Linked DNA regions of Macaca mulatta: regions 1 and 2 are each linked to region 3. The links are chromatin contacts, called in public Hi-C maps. All regions are on one chromosome and are shown on one strand. The core of a region is the stretch at or near the end of the contact, and the rest is flanking DNA. Distances in the headings are between cores, read along the strand shown.

Region 1 (3,332 bases), core at 823-3,322, 270 kb before region 3:
GTTCCCATAGGACAGACTTTCAGGGGTCATTACCATTACTCCAAGAAATATACTCGAAATGACTCCTAGTCTCCTCTCCCCTCCCCTTCCCAATACCTCTTCCTCACCAGAAAGGTATTCTTGCAATGTCCACAGATAACCCTGACACCCATGGGTTGTGGTTCTGGACTCAGAGGTCCGGGATGCACAGGCCCCAGGTTGATGATTCTTTTGCTATACAAAAGAAAAAGACTTTGTTTGAAAAGTTTTTAATCCTAAAAATCTTCACACAGTCCCTGTTTCACATCCTCCACTCCCTGCCAATCAAGTCACTCGACTTTGTACACTTAAAATACTCTGTCCCCCAACTGTATACCCTCAAGAATCCTTGAGAAAGAAAGAGCACTGCTTAAACTTCAGGTCCCCAATTCCCCTCCGACCTCAGGATAACACACCCAGTCCCCAAGGCTGTCTATTCTCCTAAATGACATCATTTCATCCCAATATTTTTATTGAGAAATGAGAAAGACAGCTGTAACATTCCTGAGGCATATGCTTCAAAGTCTTTTCTCCTTCCAAATAAACACTAGGCTCTCTCACCTTTACATTCTCTATATACGCTCATCTTTTTTTGACTTTCCAGTTGCCCACTTATGCCCTTCCCCACATTATGCCTCTTACCAGTAGGGCCGAGGGCATGCAATCCGTTGGGATGTCACTTTGCAGATAAGGAGACAGTTACAGGGGCATCGAACATATTTTTTCCCTGGGGGTGCATTCTTGATTGGCTAGAGAATAACAGGGTCATCAGCAAGCAAACCTCTAATCCCAATCCCCTCCACTTCCCTCCAAAAACTCTTTATGAGATCAGAAAAATAAGGTGCTAGCCAGGAAGGAGAAATAAAACAGACTATAACATGAGATTTGCAAATAGGAACTAGGCTAGGTGTGAAGTGAGAGAAAGTAAACGTTAGCTTTGGTGAGTGGCTTTTGGGGAAATGGCTGTGTGAGACACCTGGAACTGAAACCTGGATATCATCAAGAGCACTTGGCTAACACCCGCAAGGTCAGGGTCTAGAATCAAGACATCAGAAAGAGGATCCAGGAAACAGGGCCCATTTCATAGATATGTATAACTCACGGTGGCTTCATTGCAGACACCACACTTGACTACGTGCTGATGCATCTTGCCTTCCACGTTGATGAGAGATTGGCAGACTCGGCAGGTGATCATAGGGGCACTCCCACTGTCTGGGCTAGTTAAGGGTGAATAGGGGGGTGGGTCCTCCCCAGGCAACACGGCTGGATGTCCCTCGGGGAACGGGGGAAATGCTGGAGAGGAAGAAAATAGAAGGGCTGGGATCACTTACAGACATCCTCCACTGATGCTCCACGGTGGTAGGGAAGTCTTTCTGATCTTCAACCCTCTGACCAAGCTCGGAGGGCTTCTCATAATTGGCGCTTGCATCAGGTTGCTCAGAACCCCCTTCCGTCCCACGCTGTGGTCGCGATTGCGGAGGGAAGGAAGCCTCGCCCAGTCACAGGTGCAGCAGTCCCGCACCTGGCGACTGGGACCCGCCTCCGCCCTCGGTCCCGCCCCCTCCCCGGCTTTCAGAGTACCCCGGGGAGCACCTCGGACCCGCCCCGGCTTACCCTGGGGCGGGGCATGTTTACCGGCTCCGTACGGTGGTGCGGAGGGGGTCAGGCCTCCCCCGGGCCCAGCCCCACTCCCGCCTGGCCCCACTAAACCGTTGCCGCCCGCGCCACCGTCGATGGGCTCGGACAGCAGCGGGGAACGCTCTCCATCTGCCGCCATGGCCGCCACCGCCGCCTCCCGCTCAGGTCGGCGATCCGGCTCCCTTCGCCTCTGCCGTCGCCGCAGCCACCGCCACCGCCACCGCCGCTACCGGGTCCCCAGGGCGCCTGCGCGCCGCGCGCCCAGCTCACTCCGCAACCAGTGGCCTGCCCCGCCCCGTTCCGTCTAGCAGCACTTGATAGGCTCTCCCCGCCCCGGTCATGCTGTTATTCGCGTAGATAAACCAATTCCTAGTCCTGTGAAGGCAGCTCTCCTTTTCCATTGGGGAGCGTCGCACAAACGTCAACTGTCACATGACCTGCCAGATGCTGCTGGGCTTGCAAAACCTGCACGTGACTAGAGGTTCTGCAAGCTATTGGGAGCGACGCCCATCGCGCTACCTCCAGACCAGGAGGTGGGGCTAGGCTGCTTCTGCTCAACTGGTCTTCTGGAAGCTGCACGGGCTCTGTTGCTCTGCCCCTCATTGGTTCAAAGACAACACTGAAACACTTTTCTCCGGCTTTGCGTTATAACTGGTTTTCTATTGGCTGGTGACTTTCCTTCCCTAGTCCTGTGATACTAGCGGCGCAACTGCATTGGCCCGAACTTAGCGCCAGAACATGGGGGGCGTGGCTTATGCATTTTAAAGGAGGCTGGGCGGGTGCAATCAAGGAGTGTGGAAACTAGGGATCTTGAGAGCGGGGAGAAGATGGACGGTGGGGAACAGTAGACAAAGTTAGCCATTCTACTCGAAGAAATACCTTTAAAAAGTCAGGGTAATGATGTACCAGGAGGAAATGGATTAAAAAGTTAAGATTATCTCTCCAGCCTTTGTCGCTGGAGTTACTTTGGGGACAGGACGCAAGACTCGGTTCTCCTGGAAGCTGCCCTTACAGAGCCCGTCTCTCCCCACTGCTGATCAAATTGTTAAATTATCTTTTCATGAGTGTCTCCAATACTAGAAGATTTCGTCGTTTTGCTAAAAAAAAAAAAAAAAAAAAATTCAATAAAGATGGGGTCTTGCCTGTGCTGGAGTCAAATTCCTGGGTTTGATATCCCGCCTAAGCCTTCCCAATAGCTGGGAGGGACTACAGGCGCAAGCCACCGTACCTTTACTCAATTTTATGACCACCAACCTTTAACATTTGTTATTAGCAGTTTGTTGATTGGATTAATCAAATCCAAGGTTATTTTTGTCACGTTATTTGACAGATGGGACAGTCTTTAGACCTGTCTCAACTTTGCTTCCAGCAAAGGGGCAGTGCCTCCCTCCCCTACCTGAAGTCTCCTGTGGTCTTTATGGGCACCTGAACCGCACTTGGATTTTTTCCCGAGTCATAACCCAAATTGGGACTGCTTTAAATATGGGAAGCAACAAGGAATCGATAAAAACAATAAACCGCGAGGAGGTCCATTGTCAGCTTGGCTAGCAGATTCTCCACTGAGAAGGAATGTGCATGAAAGAAAGTACAGCCAGCCCCAAATATTTAATAACAAAGGAACTGCTGACGTCCCAGCACTTGGCTGCTACAGGGGCTGGAGACTTCATCTAGTTCCT
Region 2 (3,195 bases), core at 647-3,146, 420 kb after region 3:
CTAGCTGCCAACTAATTTTTCCACTGGCTATCCTGGTCAGTGGCATTTAACGGAAAACAATGGGGCAGGAGAGAAGAGGTCCTAGAATGAAACTGATTGGCTTTCTCTGGCTTTGGACATTTCTCCCCTAATGGTGGGTAAGAGGGAATTGGGAACCCAAATGATTGAGGTTAAAAGAGTGGGAAAGCATTAGGAAGCTGCCTAAATATTGGCAGGACTATGGGAAATAGGATAAAAAATTGGGCAGGAGGAAGCAGTTGTTTCTGTCTGGGATTTCTCCTTTCTCACCTCTACAATTTGCTCACACCTGTCTCTGGTTTTCAGGGCTTCTCTGAGTTGGAAGAGGTTCCTGGTTTGGAGAATGGTCCCACGGTGGCCAGCACAGGAGCAAATGAGAGGGCGGGACAGCGGGAACAGACACGTGCTGCTCTCCTTCCACCCTGAGAGAATGCTCTCCAGACATTCCTGCCCCACCCCACCAAACTCAGAAGCTTGCTGGGATCCTTTGAGTCCAACAGGAAGTCCGGGAATGCCTTCAGTTTTCACTCAGAGCAGGCCCTTTTTGCGTTCCTTCCCTGTTAGGGGAAGATATACCTGGACGAGAATATATCTCACCTACCACCTTGAAAAGCTGCTTTCTCCCTTCCATCCATATCCTCCCTGTCACCTCCCCATACAGCTTCACATCTGCCTCGTCTCACTCTTTTTTTCTGTCCACTTTTCATAATCCCATCCACTCCAAATCCTGGACCCTGCACACGCCAACTCCCTGAATCCAATTCAGGAGTGCCCCAGTTCCCCTTTCGATCCGTCTCCTTTCTGCTGCAGCGGAGACTACAAGTCCCAGGATGCCCCACTAGCCCGTGACCGGCCGGGAAATAAAGAGCCTTCTCTCCGCGGTAGGGGCGCTGTGGATGTGCTGAGTGACGCGAGGCGGGGAAGTCGGGGCCTAGCCTAGCGCTTTCTCGGACGCGACCACTGGCCCCGCGTTCGGGGAGGAGCCGGGCGGGCGGTCCTGCACTGGCGTGCCGCTCCCCCAGCCACTGCAATAGAGAGCTGGCTCTGGGTCCCCAGCCCTGCGCTGGCAGCTTCAGAGACTGGCGAGGGCTCGGAGCTGACGCTTGGCAGAGCTGGGGCTTCCCAGATGCTGTCGCCGCACCCCCTCGCAGGAGGGCCCAGGTCCGAAGTCCTGAGACTTGGAGCGCGCGCGAGAAAGGGGTTGGAGATGATGAGTCAGAAGCGCGGGGCCTTTCTAGTCCCCTCCCCTAGGGCCTGGGCGCTGAAGACAGGCTCGCTGGGCAGGCGGGTAGATAGGGCAGGCAGAGGGAGGGACGCTGCGACCTGCGTCTCTGCCTAACGCTTTCCCGCCTCTTGCGAGCACGCCGGTGTAACGAGCCCGCGCTGCCGCCACCCTTTATGTCCAACGCGGGAGCGGGACTGCGCAGGCTCGGCCTCTGGGCTGACCCGCCGACCTTTGATCTCCGCTGCGGTCGGGTTGCTGAAGTTCTGGCTGCGTTCAACCCCCACCGTTTACGACCTTTGCAAGTGTGCAAAGATAACAGGCTCGCTTGGGCTTGGGAAAAGCCCGGGAGAACTGGGAGTCCCAGTAGCAGCAGCAGCTGGGCAGCTTGCTAGTCGCTAGAAACTAGAAATTGACCAGAGCTGGAGTACCAAGAGAACTCACCCCAAATTCACATAGTGCCCGGGATGGCTGTTGGCCTCACACTCATTTTTGTTCCCACTTGAGAAGGCTTCTTTCCCTAGAGAATGCTGCTTCTCCCGGCCTAGCCAGGGCCAGGCACCAGTGAGGATAGAGCGCAGCCTGGCTGCCTTGCCTTGACATTGCAGTGGCGCCCGCTGCAGCTCCTTTCTGTTTGTGACACCTTGGAAGAGTGGTAATAATCTTCCTATGACAAGGTTAAGTGTGAGTACTAGTGGGTGGGGACAGTTCTGGGATCAGGCTCTGGAATGGAGAAAAGATCTAGGCCTTCTGCATTTCTTCCTCTCCCCTAGTGTAACTGCCAGAATAATGGAGAGCTCATGTGTGCAGGGCCGAGAAAAGAGTAATTTTCTTGAAAGTCAGAAGGTGGTGGTAGATGAGGAAGCTGAGGGAAGAAAATTAACAATTTGTTCTGTTTTCCAGGTTTTAGTGATGTGATCAGATTAGATATTGCATTCTAGTTCCTAGAGAAGCTTGATGACCGTGTAAATTAACCTCTATCAGTCAGATTAGGCTAGGCTCTGCTGTGGTAAATGCCAAAACCACAGTGGCTTAAAACCACAAAGGTTTGTTTCTCATACTCCGTGTCCAAAGTAGGCTGGCAAGGGGTTCTGTTCATTGCAAATGTTTAAGGTACCCAAGCTCATGGAGCGCCACCATTTTGAGATCCTACCCTGTCACTATGAAGGTTAAAGTTACCCACCCGCCCCCACTCTCGGAATGGAAGTAAGCATGAAGAATTCTTCATGGACTCTTAAATGCTGCCGTGAAGTGATACATTCATGTCACTTCCACCCATTCAATGGCCAAAGCAAGTCATATAGCCACACCCAACTTAAGGAAGGCCAGAAGGGCAATGCCTGCAAGGAGAGGGGAAGCAGAAATACTTCATTAAAAGAAACATAGTTGGCGGGGCTGGGAGGTTCACGCCTGTAATCCCAGCACTTTGGGAGACCAAGATGGGTGGATCACCTGAGGTCAGGAGTTCAAGACCAGCTTGACCAATATGGTGGCCGTCTCTACTAAAATTACAAAAATTAGGCCGGCATGGTGGTGGGTGCCTGTAATCCCAGCTACTCGAGAGTTGGAGACAGGAGAATTGCTTGAACCCAGGAGGCAGAGGTTGCAGTGAGCCAAGATCACACCACTGCACTCCAGCCTGGGAGACAAAGCGAGACTGTATCAAAAGAAAAAAGAAATGTATTAATAGTTTGTGGTGATTTTTGAACAGCTTAGCAGTTGAAATTTATCTGTTCCAGCAGTTATGCTCATACCTACTTCTTTGGTTTGGTTTCATGAACCCCTAAGTTCTTACTAGAAATTTTTCCTCAATAGGACTGGGACTCAGGAAACCTAGATTCTAATTCTGTTGCTTGGGCAAGTCAGACCTCTCTGAACTACATTTTGTTCACTTGGAGGTTATGGTAATAATATTTATTCTCTCTACCTTACTGGAGTATCAAGGCTAAAATAAA
Region 3 (3,174 bases), core at 431-2,930:
CCGACGCCCAGGTGCCGGTCCCCACCCTACACACAAACACACGCATCCATGCTCGCGAGGCCCCTGGGTCCGCGCCCAGTGAGGCCAATAGGCCTCGGGCGCCCAGAGGATGCGCAGTCTCGGTATGTCCAGGTTCCAGGGGCATCTGCTCTGCTTGGGAGCCCCTCAGTGAAGCAGGGGAATCCAGCTTTAGAAAGATTGTCCTCAGAACCTTGGACGCAGGTGTTGGAACCTTGGACAAGCTGGCTTTGCGACTCTGCAATAATCACTTTCCAGATATAAACAGATTTGTTTCCCGTCTCTGGTTAAGGATGTCTTGAATAGGGATTTTTAGGAGCTTCTTTGTCGCACTCCCTTCGATAGCTCAGCTGGTAGAGCGGAGGACTGTAGTACGTAGCGTGTCGTCATCCTTAGGTCGCTGGTTCGATTCCGGCTCGAAGGAGAGGTTGATGTTTTGGGGTTTACAGTAGCTCTTCGTTTGCGCAATACATCCCTATGTTAACGTGATGAAATCTCTATCTCTTACCCTTGTCCGAAGGAAACAGCTTAGCCACGAGTTGAGCTGCGTTGATCACTCCTTGAAAAGTTGGTTACCTAGCTCTGAAAGACAGTAGACCCGAATCATCCAACCGTTGGGGGAAGGCACCGTTATCTTACCGAAGTGTGTTATATTTTGGCTTCTACGTTAAGTCCAAAGGCCGGCAGGTATATACATAGAGCGCGTCTGTCCTGGGGCTCAGTAACCTACAGCCTTGCAACCGAGCTCAGCTCTGGCCCTCGATCTCTATCTCAGACCCCTCCAGGTTCCCACCAGGCTCTAGTGAGCTTAAATCGCTTCCCGGGCTCAGTGAGACGCAAGGATGTCTAAAGTCTAAAAAGTTGCCTTCGTTCACCCCATCCTGCGTCTGGATCGAGGAGAATAAGCCAGACAATAAGCCATACTTGAAACTTGGTAAAGATGGAAGGAATAACTAAATAAGGCCAAAGGGAAATGTCACAACAAAGAAAAAAAACAAAAACAGAAAAACCTTCAGAACGGCAGGCGGAAAACAGAAATTCAGAGTAATATGAAGCCACCTCTAACACGGTGGCTCGTTGGTCTAGGGGTATGATTCTCGCTTTGGGTGCGAGAGGTCCCGGGTTCAAATCCCGGACGAGCCCTCAGGTTTACTGTTTTTTCCACCCTCTTTTGGCAACTACTGAAAAAAGTTTCCGTTAAATTTGAAATACAGACTGTCTCGTTTTGGGCTGTCCTGCTAAAGAAAGCAGCACCAAATAAGTACGTGGCAGATGGGGCTGCCGACCAGTGTCAAGACCGAGCTTCATGGGTTCCTGGACACTCAGCCAGGAGTAGTCTCCTAAGGGCCGCCTGGCTCTTGGGAGCAGAAGCCAGTTTCCCGCCATCTGCTCTCCGTGGAGGCAGTGCGCTCGCGGCTGCTGCCCGTTGGGTTCCAGCTGAGGAAGGAGCGTGGATCCTAGACTCGTTCTTTGCCTGGGGTGCCCCTGCGGCCCCTGGGGAGGGGCTGCTGCAGCGCCAGCTCCAAGGGCGGATGCAGGCGGGAGAGGCCTCCTGGGAGAAGCAGGGCGCGGTCCCAGCTACGCAGAGGCTCGTAAGCCTACCCTCCACTCCTCACCACGCCCCCATCTCCGTCCGGGTACACACACTCACGCAAGCACGCCACTCCACCCAGATGCAAGGCAGGATTCAAAAGAACATCTTTGCGTTTTCTACGGCCTCCCCATCGTCGTACTAGGGAGGAAGAAGCTGGTGAGAAACAAAACTTCTTTCTACCGTCCTGCCCATTTCTGCCAACTTGTTCAGAGGCCGAGGTACGTTCACACTCCTGCTCCTCTTGCTCTTTGGTAGCTACATCAGGGGCGTTGTGGCCGGGGAGTTCTTTCCTAGTAGAAGCAGCTTGGGACTCCTCGGGGAGGCTTTTGCGGGACTGGGCTGGAGAGGGAGGAATGGGGAGGGAGGTGAAAGTCCAGTATTTGTATGAGTTAAGGACTTTACATTCCCACTCAGGTTTTTACTTTGCGCAGCTGGGCAGAGATGCCAGCTTCTATTGATTAGTAGGCTTGGAGGGGGACCACAGAATCGCCGAACCTAAGGGAAGCCCTAGGAGGTCTGCACTTGCCCACAACTAAGAAAGCTTTGCTTGTTATTCAGGTTAATCACCAGATTTTTGAAGGAGGCCTTAGTTTTTGCAAGCGTAACTAACATTTGGGGATCGGTATTTTCTGTTTACTCTCCTCTGCCTCCCCACCCTTAACCCACCCTCAACAAATGTTGTGCAATTCTTGGAGACACTTGCCAACAGCCTCTTTAAGCCTTCCTACTGGAAGGCTGGGATCCTCCGTTTTTTCACTCTGAGACAGCACGTCAAATGCTAACAGCAGCACATGAGTAAAGCGCAACATCTTTATTAAAACAATTTCAGCACCACTCAGGGGGCTAAGGAAATCTCAGATGAGCCAAGATCCTCCCTCCTGACAGTGAGAATCTTATAATCAAGTAATAATGTAATCAATAGAAACCCAAGTGACATATGTATCTGCAGCACAGGACCACCTTCCCAGAAGCAGCCGCAGGTATTCCAAGACTTACTTAACCACAGAGCCACTAATTAGTTTTGCAAGAGGATAGGTTTGTTACATACGCTTCAATTCAAGCAATTCTTTTACGGATGACAAGCAGAGTAAAATATTTTTTGAATTTATGGTAATAGTCACTGTAGGTTTCCTTTGAACAGCAACTTTCAGTGGCCCCTTTAAAGTTAGCTTTGATTGTCTAGACAGTACTAGTATGGAAAATAAAAGTTGTGTGGACCTGGCACGATGGCTTATGCTTGTAATCCCAGCACTTTGGGAGGCCGAGGTGGGTGGATCACGAGATCAGGAGTTCGAGACCACCCTGGCCAAGACGGTGACACCTCGTCTCTACTAAAAATACAAAAATTAGCTGGGCACGGTGGTGAGCTCCTGTAATCCCAGCTACTGGGGAGGCTGAAACACGAGAATCCCTTGAACCTGGGAGGCAGAGGTTGCAGTGAGCCGATAGCCTGGGTGACAGAGCAAGACTCCATCTCAAAACAACAACAACAACAAAAAAAACAGTTGTGTGGTGCATTGGAAAGCTTCTAGTCCCGCGAATGCCATGAGTTAGTTCCTTGG

The links. Hi-C and Micro-C count contacts between places; a contact is called where the count stands out from the background.
Region 1: a contact with region 3 is called in a Hi-C map of fetal cortex germinal zone, with 3 times the contacts expected there. The contact joins the promoter of PIP4P1 here to the promoter of ANG in region 3. A contact is called at or near these places in 3 of 14 Hi-C or Micro-C datasets (fetal cortex germinal zone, fetal cortical plate and liver).
Region 2: a Hi-C map of fetal cortex germinal zone shows a contact between it and region 3, with 2.7 times the contacts expected there. The contact joins the promoter of ZNF219 here to the promoter of ANG in region 3. A contact is called at or near these places in 2 of 14 Hi-C or Micro-C datasets (fetal cortex germinal zone and fetal cortical plate).

Annotation. Positions count from the first base shown.
Region 1 is chr7:93,260,381-93,263,712 of T2T-MMU8v2.0, forward strand. It overlaps PIP4P1 (phosphatidylinositol-4,5-bisphosphate 4-phosphatase 1), which reads right to left and starts at 2,073. Exons shown (of 7, transcript NM_001194893.2): 1 at 1,654-2,073; 2 at 1,121-1,311; 3 at 661-767; 4 at 108-213. The coding sequence starts at 1,795.
Region 2 is chr7:93,953,362-93,956,556 of T2T-MMU8v2.0, forward strand. ZNF219 (zinc finger protein 219) reads right to left here and starts at 1,897. Exons shown (of 5, transcript XM_028851380.2): 1 at 1,685-1,897. It overlaps TMEM253 (transmembrane protein 253), which reads left to right. Exons shown (of 8, transcript XM_077940559.1): 8 at 325-902. The coding sequence ends at 444. It also overlaps the pseudogene LOC100428628.
Region 3 is chr7:93,529,946-93,533,119 of T2T-MMU8v2.0, forward strand. It overlaps ANG (angiogenin), which reads left to right and starts at 1,681. Exons shown (of 2, transcript XM_077940572.1): 1 at 1,681-1,768. RNASE4 (ribonuclease A family member 4) reads left to right here. Exons shown (of 3, transcript NM_001261770.1): 2 at 1,658-1,830. It overlaps TRNAY-GUA (transfer RNA tyrosine (anticodon GUA)), which reads left to right and starts at 354; the gene lies at 354-442. TRNAP-UGG (transfer RNA proline (anticodon UGG)) reads left to right here and starts at 1,090; the gene lies at 1,090-1,161.